Linked DNA regions of Danio rerio: region 1 is linked to region 2. Evidence: chromatin contacts called from public Micro-C data. All regions are on one chromosome and are shown on one strand. Each heading gives the region's core, a stretch centred on a gene start, on an enhancer-like site or on the middle of the called end of the contact. The rest is flanking DNA. Distances are from core to core; before and after follow the strand shown.

Region 1 (7,114 bases), core at 1,656-4,155, 150 kb after region 2:
AACACACACATACATTCACAGAAACACGGACCCAAACACACACATGCCCAGACACATGAAGGAAAACACGCACTCAGTCAGACACAAACACAAGCAGAACCTCACACAGTCACACACACTAACAGAGCCAGACAGAAACACACTAATAAATGACACAGATACAGAGACATCTGTAGACACACACACACACACACACACATACACATACACTCACTCACACATCTGAAAACACACCACACTAACACCACAACACTCATACACCCATACACACTCGCCCTCACACCACACAGGAGCATGTACCAGCTTGAGGTCTCCATCATGTATGCGTTTGTGTGTGTGTGTGTGTGTGTGTGTGTGTGTGTGTGTGTGTGTGTGTGTGTGTGTGTGTGTGTGTGTGGATGATCTGCTCTGTGGCTTAGAAATGTGAGCGTGTTCTGACCTGTTCATCACTGTACAAACACACACACTTCCAAACCTCTGCAGATGTGAAACACCAACACTGCTGTTCACACACACACACACACACACACACACGCCGCTGTTTGTTTCGTGCTCGTGCTCGTGCTCGTGTCGTCGTGTCCGTGGTGAAACTGTATTTGGTGTGTGTAAAGTACACCCATCGTAAGTTCATCAGTCGTATACAAGCAGACAGAGAAAATGTCGTATCTGTGTCTGTTCTAACCGCAGATTTTACAATAGTTCCCTCTTAACATTACGAGTACGCTCCGTTTCCCTTGAACATTTTATAATTACAGATGCCTGATTTTTATTTACACACAAAATTTGTACGATATCAAGTGCACTGTGCCTGTTAAATAAACAAGCTAATAAGATGAAAATATATATGTTCTCTGAAACAACTAGTTACAAAAAACACTTTCAACAAACATTTCTGAAGACCATTTTGAGGGATGTAAACAAAAACAATGGTCAAACTTATCCACACAATGAATGCCCTTCCAGCTGCAACCCATCACTGGGAAACACCCATACACTATGGCCAGTGTAGTTGATCAGTTCCCCTATAGCGCATGTGTTTGGGCTGTGGGGGAAACCGGAGCACCCGGAGGAAACCCACACCAACACGGGGAGAACATGCAAACTCCACACAGAAACGCCAACTGACCCAGCCGAGACTCAAACCAGAGTCTTGACACCATAATGAAATACAATTTAATGGGTAATTTAATAAATAGCATAAAAACAAATAAATTCTGATTAACTTCTGTCTGCAGTTGTATCTTTTCTAGCAACAACCATAGAAAACTAAAGGGTTGGGTCAAGGGTTGTTTATAATACTGAAGTTGTTGTTACCATAGCAACCGTAAAATCATCACAACATATCAATTGTCGTTTTACCATAGCAACTGTAGAATCACCACAACAGATCAGTTACTAAAGTTGTTGTGTTACCATAGCAACTGTATAATCACTACAACAGACCAATTACTGTAGTGGTTTTATTACCATAGCGACTGTAGAATCACCACAACTGATCAATCACTGTAGTTTTCGTGTTACCATAGCAACTGTAGAATCACCACAACAGCTCAGTTACTATAGTTCTTGTGTTACCATAGCATCTGTAGAATCACCACAACCTATCAGTTACTATAGTTGTTGTTACCATAGCAACTGTAGAATCACTACAACAGATCAATTACTATAGTTGTTGTGTTACCATAGCAACTGTATAATCACTACAACAGACCAATTACTGTAGTGGTTTTGTTACCATAGCAACTGTAGAATCACCACAACTGATCAATCACTATAGTTTTCGTGTTACCATAGCAACTGTAGAATCACCACAACAGCTCAGTTACTATAGTTCTTGTGTTACCATAGCAACTATAGAATCACCACAACCGATCAATTACTGTACTTGTTGTGTTACCATAGCAACTGTAAAAATCACCACAACAGATTAATTACTGTAGTTGTATCGTTACCATAGCAACTGTAGAATCACTACAAGATTATTTCCACCATTTGACTATAGCACGGATCTGAAACACTGATGTTTACTGTAAATGAAGACTGCATTTTTCATGTGGTCTGATGTGAGCAGCGGTTATTGATTGCAATGATTCACTATGACATCAGAGAAAGTTTCTCTTCTTCCCTAAAAACTTTTTAAAAAACGCAGCATTTCAGAATAAAGCCTGCATTTTACATGCATATTATTCCTCAAAGTGTGTGTGTGTGTGTGTGTGTGTGTGTGCATTTCCACAGCACTGTTGAGCATGCGGTTATTTTTATGCCTGATGAGGTGGAGGTCAGGCTGGTCACGTGACCTGCTGCTCCCGCGTGCCAACAACTCGAGTGTTTAGATTTTAAACTCCAGCGTTCAACAGGACATTTACAGTACACAAAACGCCTAATGACCATGGAAAGTGCTGAGGCGTGCGCAAAGCCCCGAGCACACCACAACAAAGAGTGATCAAACAACTTTTAGCAGGTCAAAACTGTACAAAGCAATGAAATAAAAGTTTGTGAATATGTGTGCTGCGCGTGCGCTTTTTTAACCGCAGACGCACCGCCACTGATAAAACGCGTCGCTCTCGAGAGCAACAAATACAAGTAAAGTTGAGAAAAGCGCAGTATAAGCAGTGAAAGTGGAGTAAAGCGTTGTCTTACAGCACGCATAGGGCGTACGCGCCGCTGACGCTCTCGCTGTCCCGCACCAGGAAACTCCCGTCCCGCCCGGCTCGAGCCAGCAGCTCCTCGGCCGCCGCGCGACTCAGATCCCGGTGCATCCAGAGTGGCGGCGGCGGCGGAGACGCGGGACCCACAGCGGCCATCGCGGAGACTCACACCGGAGAAGACGCGCAGCGGCCCCGCTCAACACGCGCGACGCTCACCGCTGATCCTGCTTTCCTGTTAGTTCCTGAAAATCCTCCATGAGAGAGAAAACACACACTCAACAGCTCACATCCGACAGCAGGGGCGACAGAGAGACAACACACACACACACACACACACACATATCCAAGAGGGCGAGGACAGTTCTACACACACTATTCTCATTTCTTTATAGTTAAACAGCTTTGAAATAATCTACATTAAAAATAGAGACGTTAACACACGTAAACACACACATTCATATATCTGTCAGATCTGATTGTCTTTCACTGTATATATATATATATATATATATATATATATATATATATATATATATATATATATATATATATATATATATATATATGTGTGTGTGTGTGTGTGTATATGTATATATGTGTGTGTGTGTGTGTGTATGTATATATGTGTGTGTGTGTGTGTGTGTGTGTGTATATACATACATATATACATGTATACGTGTTTTTGTGAGTATACAGTATTTAAAATAAATATAATTTTACATTCTATTATAATTATATTCATTCATTTTCTTTTCAGCTTGATCCCTTTATTAATCAGGGGTCACCACAGCAGAATGAACCACCAACTATTCCAGCATATATTTTACGCAGCGGATACCCTTCCAGCTTCAACCAATCACTGGGAAACATTCACACACACTACGAAAAATTTCAAGTGGTGCTCGCTGCAGAGCCATTTGAGGAGAGGTGAGCTCCAGAGAGGGGGAGCTTAAGCTTGAGCTCCACCTTTTTTGCACTTCTTCTACGAGTGATGTCACTGGGGGTAGGGTTAGGGGTGGGGTTGGTGTACGCATTAAAACAGCTTACAGGAGGAGGAGCGACAGCTCATGCTCCCCCTCTCTGGAGCTCACCTCTCCTCAGATGGCTCTGCAGCGAGCACCCTCTCAAAAATTTAGCCTACCCATTTCACCTGTACCGCATGTCTTGTCCTGTAGGGGAACCGGAGCACCTGGAGGAAACCCACGCCAACATGGGGAGAACATGCAAACTCCACAAAGAAATGCCCAATGACCCAGTCGGGGCTCGAACCAGTGACCTTCTTGCTGTGATGCGATGTTGGTATCAGTTGGGGTCAGTTGGTGTTTCTGTTTGGAGTTTGCATGTTCTCCCTGCCTTCGCGTGGGTTTCCTCCAGGTGCTCCGGTTTCCCCCACAGTCCAAACACATGCGCTATAGGGGAACTGATCAACTACACTGACCATAGTGTATGAGTGTGAATGGGTGTTTATGGGTGTTTCCCAGTACTGGATTGCAGCAGGAAGGGCATCCGCTGAGTAAAACAAGTGTTGCAATAATTAGTGGTTCATTCTGCTGTGGCGACCCCTGATTAATAAGGAACTGAGGAAAATGAATGAATGAAGATATTTATTCACGATATTAATTCAACTGAAAATAGACAGACTTTCTTCTGCAGATTAAATAGCTATATTTTACTTATAAAATATGTTTGGTGTTAACATAAACATATAAAAATAATTAATTCATCTTTAATCTTTAACTCGCAGAGTAAAAAAAAAACAACAACTAGCCACAACTGGTTAAAAACGTAGCCCAGTGTCGCAGGAAAACTGCAGACCTGGCAACCCTGGCGACCAGTGTTTTAATCGTTAAACAAAAAAACTTAATCACAACCATCGTGGTTTTTTCCCATTTAAAAGTTGAATCTCTTCCCCAAAAGCCCCTTTTAGAGTTCCTAAAGTAAGATAAAAGACATATATATATAATGTATTTATTTATTTATTGTACGATAACTCTGTTATTTTGAGAATGTTCGCTTTTTGTTCTCGTTGAGAATTTTGAATTAAACGCTAGCCTATATGTCAGAGATGTCCACATGTTCAGTGTATTTGAGTGTTTTTCGGTCATTCTCGTCATTTAGCAGCTCTTCTCCTGAACTCGTGTACGCGCAGATGCTGTCCAGATCACATGCGGGATTCAAAGGGTGAATCTGCAGAGTGACAGCGCCACCTGGCGGATCTTTTATTCACAGCAAGCAAACTAGTAAAATGCTTTAATTTATAATTTATTTGTGACTTTATTTTTATTTTCTTGTTTACTGAATGTTTGTTTGTATATTTGTTTGTTTAATGGTTGCCGAAATATTTATTGCCTGTTTTTGGGGGTATTTGGTTTTATTTTCTGTGTGTTTCTTAGTTTGTTTTAATTTTAATAAATTTCTGTTTCTGTTTATTTATTTGTTTACTGCATTTTGGTTTATCCTACATCTGTGTATTTAGATAGAGTTTGTCCATATTTGACACACGCACACACACCCACACACCCACACACACACACACACACACACACACACACATAATAAATGCACATCACACACACACACACACACACACACACACACCCACACACGCACACACACACACAGAGACACCCACAGAATTCACATAAGTACATATGTACACAAACACACACACATATACACACACACACACACACACATAATATATATATACACACAAAAATACAAAGGGCAGATACATACACTCACACACGCACACAGGCAGGCACACTGATACAAGCAGATACACACACAAACACACACACGCACAAACACATAAAAATACACAAGTATATAGACACACACACACAGATGCATGTCAACACAGACAGATATACACACACTCACAAACACACAAGTATATAAACACACATACAAAATACACAAACGTACATACACACACAGAAATACACACATCAACACAAAGAGACACACAAACAATAATACACATAAGAATATAAAGACACACACACACACACACAATGCACAAACAGAAGAACGTAACCAGCGGGTGTAAAAACCATGATTGTAATTTAATGAATAAATTAACCCATCGTTGGGTTTGTCCATGCCTGACCCAGCACCAGATTAAAACACCAGCATATGTGTGTGTATATATTTCCACAGTGTGTCGCGAGTGTTCGGGATGTTCAGCGCAGCAGCATCACCAGCAGCGCCATCAGATGCAGACCCGTTGCCATGGCGACCGTCTCCGTACCGCCCTTCAGGTAATACTCGGCCACTTTCCGGTTGGGGTTTTCCCCGGTGAACCACATCTGCATGCAGCGGCCGCTGGATTTGGTGAGTGTGGTGTGCTTGTAGGAGTTTGACCAGATCTTCTCACACATGTCCCGCGCACTCGGGAAAACCTCCGTCCAGCGTCTGCACTGCGAATCCTGCGGACAACGATTAGTGCCTGACGAAGACAAGACAACCATAAGATGAGCATCAATCCACATCACAGCATTACTGATATTACTGGGATATTCAGAGGTGCTGTTGCTTTATTTGCAGAACTTCATACTTTTATTTTGTACTACAAGCAGAACTGGTGGATTACTTACGCAATGTAATCAGTTACAATAATCTGTTAGATTGCACAATTATGTTAAAGTAATTTGACTACTTTTGGATTACATTTAGTCTGCTTTTACTACACGTTTATTCTGAAGTAATCTGACTACTTTCAGATTACATTTAGAATAGTTTACAGATTTATGCTAATATAACTACTTTTGGATTACATTTAGATTAAATTTTTTACACATTTATGCAGAAGTAATCTAACTACTTTTAGATTACATTTAGATTACATTTATTACACATTTATGGTAGAGTAATCAAACTACTTTTGGATTACATTTCCAGTACTTTTACGGTGAAGTAATCTGACTACGTTTGGATTACATTTAGTTTACATTTATTACACATTTATGGTAATCAAACTACTTCTGGATTACATTTCAATTACTTTTATTACACATTAATGGTAGAGTAATCTGACTACTTTTGGATTTCATTTAGGTTACTTTTATTACACCTTTATCCTGAAGTAATCTGACTACTTTTAGATCAAATTTAGATTAATTTTACGATGAAGTAATCAAACTACTTTTGGATTACATTTCGATCACATTTATTACACACTTATGGTAGGGTAATCTAACTACTTTTGGAATACATTTCGATTACTTTTATTACACGTTTATGTTAAAGTAATCCGACTACTTTTGTTTGTTATATTGCACGTTTTTGCTAAAGTAATCAGACTACTTTTAGATTACATTTAGAATAGTTTACAGATTTATGCTAATATAACTTTTAGATTACTTTTATTCCACCTTTATGGTAGAGTAATCTAACTACTTTTGGAATACATTTAGATTACATTTATTACACATTTAGGGTAGAGTAATCTAACTACTTTTAGA
Region 2 (6,644 bases), core at 2,916-5,415:
ACAACGCTAACAACTGACACACACACACACACACACACACACACACACACACACACATACAAACAAATAGACAAACTCATAACCCCCCCACCCAACCACACAAGCACACACACACACAAACACACATACATATAGACAAACACATAAACCCACACACACTTATAACAATGCCAACTGACACACTGAACATGCACACACACACTCTCTCTCTTTTTCTCTCTCACTCACACACACAGACACTTACACAGACTCAAACACACACATACACTCACACCTGCATGTGGTTTGACTCCACACACACACACACACACTCGGGGCGCTGCTGCATGGCTGGAGTTCAGAGAATGATGATGATGATGAATGTAGAGATGAAGAATTAAACCAATTACTGCCTGTGTTTTTGGAGCTCCGCCTCCTGTCTTCTGTTCATTACAGCACACACAGAAACTACAGCTTTACACCAATCTGAACAATTAGATTCAGTGTGTGTGTGTAGATTTAGTAGATTCAGTGTACCGTAGCTCATCATCTGTTGTGGTGGTTCTACAGCCACTATGGTAACGAATCAACTACAGTAATTGACCTGTTGTGGCGGTTTTACTGTCGCTATGGTAACGCAACAACTACGGTAATTAATCTGTTGTGGTGGTTCTACAATCGACATGGTAACGCAACAACTACGTTAATTGGTGTGTTGCGGCAGTTCTACAGTAGCTATGGTAATGTAACAACTACGATAAATTATCTGTTGTGGCGGTTTTACAGTCACTATGGTAACGTAACAGCTACGGTAAATGAACTGTTCTGGCAGTTTTATAGTCACTATGGTAACGCATCAACTGGTAAACGGTCTGTTGTGGCGGTTCTACAGTCCCTATGGTAACGCATCAACTACGGTAATTGGTCTGTTGTGGCGATTGTACAGTCGCTATGGTAATGCATCAACTACGGTAAATGATCTGTTGTGAAAGTTCTACAGTCACTATGGTAATGCATCAACTACGGTAATTGGTCTTGTGGCGATTGCACAGTTGCTATGGTAACGCATTAACTACGGTAAACAATCTGTTGTGGTGGTTCTACAGACACTATGGTAACGCAACAACTACGGTAAACGATCTGTTGTGGTTCTACAGACACTATGGTAACGCAACAACTACGGTAAATGATCTGTTGTGGCGGTTTCACAGTCGCTATGGTAACGTAACAACTACGGTAAATGATCTGTTGTGGCGGTTTCACAGTCGCTATGGTAACGTAACAACTACGGTAAATGATCTGTTGTGGCGGTTTCACAGTCGCTATGGTAACGTTACAACTACGGTAAATGATCTGTTGTGGCGGTTTCACAGTCGTTATGGTAACGTAACAACTACGGTAAATGATCTGTTGTGGCGGTTTCACAGTCGCTATGGTAACGTAACAACTACGGTAAATGATCTGTTGTGGCTGTTCTACAGTCGCTATGGTAACGCATCAACTATGGTAAACGGTCTGTTGTGGCGGTTCTACAGTCACTATGGTAACGCAACAACTACGGTAAATGGTCTGTTGTGGCAGTTCTACACTCACTATGGTAACGCAACAACTACAGTAATTGGTCTGTTGTGGCCGTTCTACAGTCGCTATGGTAACACAACTCTAGTAATATAAAAAATGAGCCAGCACTGTAATTTTCTACAGCTATAGGGTATATTATACTACAATACACCACAGTTCATTGTAGTAAAAACTAAATATTGTATACTGAATATTGATAAGGGGGCGTGGTTTAATTTGATGCTCCTCCTCTCATCTTTCACTAATGTTAAACGGCCAAGCATTTTTTGTCCAATCAGACAAACTGACGTCATCAGAGAAGGACTGCCATTCCAGAGCAGAGGCAGAGGAGCAGAGTTTGATGAAAGATTAGCAGAACTTCTTCGTGGATTAACTTGTACAGGTTAATTGCTCACTTTAAAGACTAACAGTGTGTGCTAGCACAATGAACATGGTGACGTTTAGATTTTAAGGACAGCTGAAAAGAAAAGGTGAAATATTGAACAAAAGATGTGTTTTTGTGTCATGAACTGAAAGAGTTTCACGTAAAAAAGAAAATTTAATTTTTGGCAGACAACACTGGATGGTCAATGGTCAGAGAACACACACACACACACACACACACACACACAATATGCTGTATGCTCTTTTTTTGCCAGAGGATCTTTATAGGCTACATATAAACAGAAATTAAATTAATTCAATAAAACATTTTCAACTGCATATTTACAACCAAAATCATTAAAAGACGGATCAGGGGCAGCACGGTGGTGCAGTGGGTAGCACAATCATCTCACAGCAAGAAGGTTGCTGGTTCGAGCCTCGGCTGGGTCAACTAAATTGGCCCTAGTGTATGAGTGTGAGTGTGTGTGGGTGCTTTCCAGTGTTGGGTTGTGGCTGGAAGGGCATCCGCTGTGTAAAACAGATGCTGGATAAGTTGGTGGTTCATTCCGCTGTGGCGACCCCTGATTAATAAAAGGACTAAGCCGAAAAGAAAATGAATGAATGTAGGATCAGTTTGAGGAAAATATGTATTATTTATCCTCTGAAATCTTTATTCTTAAAGCCACGATCCTTAAAAATGCTAGATTTACACATTAGACAACAAGATGTTCAGCATTTCAGAATACCTCTCCCACACACATACACACACATGAATATATGTAGCCTGTGTGTACACACACACACACACACACACACACACACATAGAGAGAGCCTATATATGTACATACAAACACCAAACATGTACACACACAGATATAAATATATATAGCCTATACACTGTCATACGCACACACATACATACACACAAACACAGAGATGCATATTCGATTCAATTAATTGAATATGCATATAAACACACAGGCATGTACACGGACTCTATCTCTTTCTCACACACACACACTTGGTCGCCCACTGGAGCTCTGGTGTCAGACTGTGACTCACACTCTTCCTCCTCCTCCAGTGTCTACAGATTAAGAGCGCGTGCACACACACACACACACACACACACACACACACACACACACACACATTAGTCTATTATTAGTTATTGTTTGTAATATGTAAAAATACCAAATATTCAGAAATAATAATTATGCAATATCAGACAACTTAATAATGTGCAATGCAGATGTGTGTGTTTAAATGTGAATTTTGATCTGTGCAAAAAGTTTATTTGTTTCAGTACATTTTATTATTTTTATGAATATTATTATACTTGCTTTTTTCTCATAAAGGTTCACCTCCCTTGCGGCTCTCTATAAATCCGGTTAAAATGCATAACATATACATATAAACTGTCCTGTAATCATAACAAAAACAACAATATACTATAATTATAATGCTAATAACATGATTAAATATTTATAACACAGTGATATATTATTAATCTGCTGTTGTTGATCTGTTGGCGGATATTTGGTGAGTCTAGACGCCCTCTGTAGGTCAAACACAGATAACACACTTCTAATAACTTCATATACTTACATGATCATCATCATCATCATCATCAATAGATTTTATTTAATATTATTATTATAGTGTATTTTAATTAATACTGTTATCAAATAATGAACACAATAAAAATGTAAACGGATTTGAAAAGAAAGACAAAAAGGAAACAATTGTTCACTTGCAAAAAAATCCAAATTTTAACGTCATATAATGTGTGTGTGTGTGTGTGTGTGTGTGTGTGTGTGTGTGTGTGTGTGTGTGTGTGTGTGTAGAAATCTGACTTATTATTATTAATAATTATTAATTTATTATTAATATTGAATAATTATTACAGAAATGTATACATATTTGAAAGAAAAAATTGTTGTTAACTTACAAATATATTTAACATATTTTACGCTATAGACTACATAGCTAAGCTAAATGTACAAATCTGAATTATTATTAGCAATAATTATGAATGCAAATATTTATCTACTTATTTATTTGTTATTAGGCTTATTATTATGCGGCGACTCCTTATAAATCTTGGACTAAGCTAAAGGAAAATTAGATTATTATTATTATTATTATTATTATTATTATTATTATTATTATTATTCATCCTCTCCTGAGCGTCTGCAGTAGTTGCGCTGTTGAACTACATTTCCCATGATGCCCTGCGCGCGCGCCGCGGATGTTTTCGTTTTAGAGGACGCACGCTTGTACGGATCTCCGGTGCTCCTGCTGTCAGTGAACGTATCCCTGGGTGTCACGGATCACGGACGCGCTGAATTAAACTCTCCCTCAGGTATCATTTGATTACGGAATCCGCTGTTTCCCGGTGTGTGTCGGTTTGTCGCGATGTTCCTGTCGTCGGTACCGGCGCGTGTCTTCATCCGGCGGTCGCGCAGTCTGTCTCCATGCCGCGCTCTGCACACCAGTCACGGAGAAGCCGCCCGGTTTAGAAACCTGGAACCGAACCGGAGCCCGGTGCTGAAAAGAAGCGGTGTGATCGAGGAGACGCACGCGCAGTACCATCAGCTGGCCAGCAGGTGGCGCGCGAATCTAGAGAGTCGCCGGAGCAGCTGGGCGTCTCTGACCGCTGCGGGGCGCTCTAGAGGCGGACACCAGAGCTCAGGAAAGACCGCGGCTTCTGCAACTGGCGCAGGCCTCATCTCGGCTGCCGCGCTCACCTTCTGCTTTAAGAAGGACAACGATGATAAAGGTGGCTAATTAACTGTTTTTAATTAAATACAGGCTTTATTCATGTGATCTGCTCAGTGTGTTCATGTGTTTTCTTCTGTTTTCAGCTGAAGCTTTTCTGGAAGCGGCCAGATCCAACGACACTGAAGAGATCCGCAGGTCAGAACCAGAATATCACACCTGTGTTCTCTGAGCTGCACATCTTTATATTTTAATCTGTTTATCACATTTAATCTGTCTTTTGTTTATGCCATGCACTAGAAAGTTAATTCATGTTTATATATATATATATATATATATATATATATATATATATATATATATATATATATATATATATATATATATATATATATTTTATAAACTAAAAAATACATACAGGCTATATATATATATATATATATATATATTTTTTTTTTTTTTAATTACATTTATATTTGAATTTATTTATTTATTTATTTTATTATGTCTTTTGTTTATCTCTTACAGTAGATTAGTAATTTATGTATTTAATTAGGTTGTATACATTTTTTATTAACTAACAATATATATTTATATTTTATATCATTTATATTTTAATCTATTTATTTATTTGAGTCTGTCTTTTGTATATGCAGTGCGATCGATCAGTTATTTAGCTTTTATTTATTGTCATTCATTTTAATATGTTTAACATTTATTTTTATTCATTTATTTTAGTGTATTCTGTGGTGTAAAGTAACAAATTACAAACACTCAGACTACTGCAAGTGAGTAGTTTTTCTCAGAAGTTGTAATTTACTAAGTAGTTTCGATAATGTGCACTTTTACTTCCCATTGAGTGCATTTTTAGTGCAGTATTTGTACTGTTACTCCACCACTGTCCTTCATCCGGCAGTCACTACTGTATTCTGTCTTGTCTATGGGGATTAGAGAAATCAGTCCTGTGATTCCTGTCCAATAGAAGGTAAATCACATCATAATGAACTACCTCAAGACATGAGCGATTTATAATTGCAGCAAACTGTTTATAAGCGTTAAAAGTGTCCAAGAAGATGTGCAAAATCTTTTCACACATTGACCCAGAGACTGTTCAGATGCAGGTCGCTAATGTGGAGATGACGGATGTTTACTGGAGGATGACCCAAATGGCCTTAAACACCCAGCAGACACAAGAGATCATCATGACGTCAGATTGATGTTGTACCCCAATGTTGTGGGGACGTTGCATTTTGTTTCGAAAATGAAAATCAGGTTGATGTCAGAACCGTCAGTGTCCAACCTAAAATCAACCAAATATCAACGTCTAATGACGTTACAGCTTAATGTTGTGTGAAAATTACCACTATGATCAGACGTTGGATTTTGGTTGCTGTACCTGATGAATAAATGTCAGTATCTGACGTCAGTATGACGCTGGTTTAAGATGTTGGCTAGACTTTCCAACACAACCTAAAATCAACCAAATGTCAACGTCATTTGGCGTCATTATTGGACATTAAAATATCGTTGTCCTTAGGCGCTGGCTAGACATTGAATTTTGGTCACCTGACATCATGACCTTAATCTAAGCTTATGACATTGTGTGCCTGCTGGGCAATGACTAAATGCACTGCAGAATAGGCATGTGCAGTTTCTGCAGGTATGATAACCTTGGGTAAAATATCACAATATTGTGATCACTGCTCTAAAATAAGTTCTTTTTAAAGGTCTGGGTAAAACAAACAAACAAAAAACGTTTTCCCCATCTGATTTATTTTAGGAAAACACTTCACATATTTTGGAGGAGTCAACATTTCAGGCTAAATAAATAAAATACATTATTTCTATTATTTATATATATATATATATATATATATATATATATATATATATATATATATATATATATATATATATTTTTTTTTTTTTTTTTAATTGGAATATGCAAAAGGTACACACATTGGGATCATACAAATACAACGAAAATAAAGCATCAACAAAA

The links. A called contact is a pair of places that touch in the nucleus more often than the background predicts.
Region 1: a contact with region 2 is called in a Micro-C map of caudal fin, with 13 times the contacts expected there. The contact joins the promoter of inppl1a here to the promoter of clpb in region 2. A contact is called at or near these places in 4 of 18 Hi-C or Micro-C datasets (caudal fin, embryo, hematopoietic stem cells and 1 more) and 3 of 4 datasets of contacts at active chromatin or transcription factors (caudal fin, embryo and gastrula embryo).

Annotation. Positions count from the first base shown.
Region 1 is chr15:51,332,512-51,339,625 of GRCz12tu, forward strand. inppl1a (inositol polyphosphate phosphatase-like 1a) reads right to left here and starts at 2,906. Exons shown (of 28, transcript NM_001039804.2): 1 at 2,641-2,906. The coding sequence starts at 2,804. It overlaps folr (folate receptor), which reads right to left. Exons shown (of 5, transcript NM_001098772.1): 5 at 5,699-6,099. The coding sequence ends at 5,834.
Region 2 is chr15:51,177,980-51,184,623 of GRCz12tu, forward strand. It overlaps clpb (ClpB family mitochondrial disaggregase), which reads left to right and starts at 4,166. Exons shown (of 16, transcript XM_009292000.5): 1 at 4,166-4,703; 2 at 4,789-4,840. The coding sequence starts at 4,340. It overlaps stard10 (StAR related lipid transfer domain containing 10), which reads left to right. Exons shown (of 6, transcript NM_205646.2): 6 at 1-405. The coding sequence ends at 17.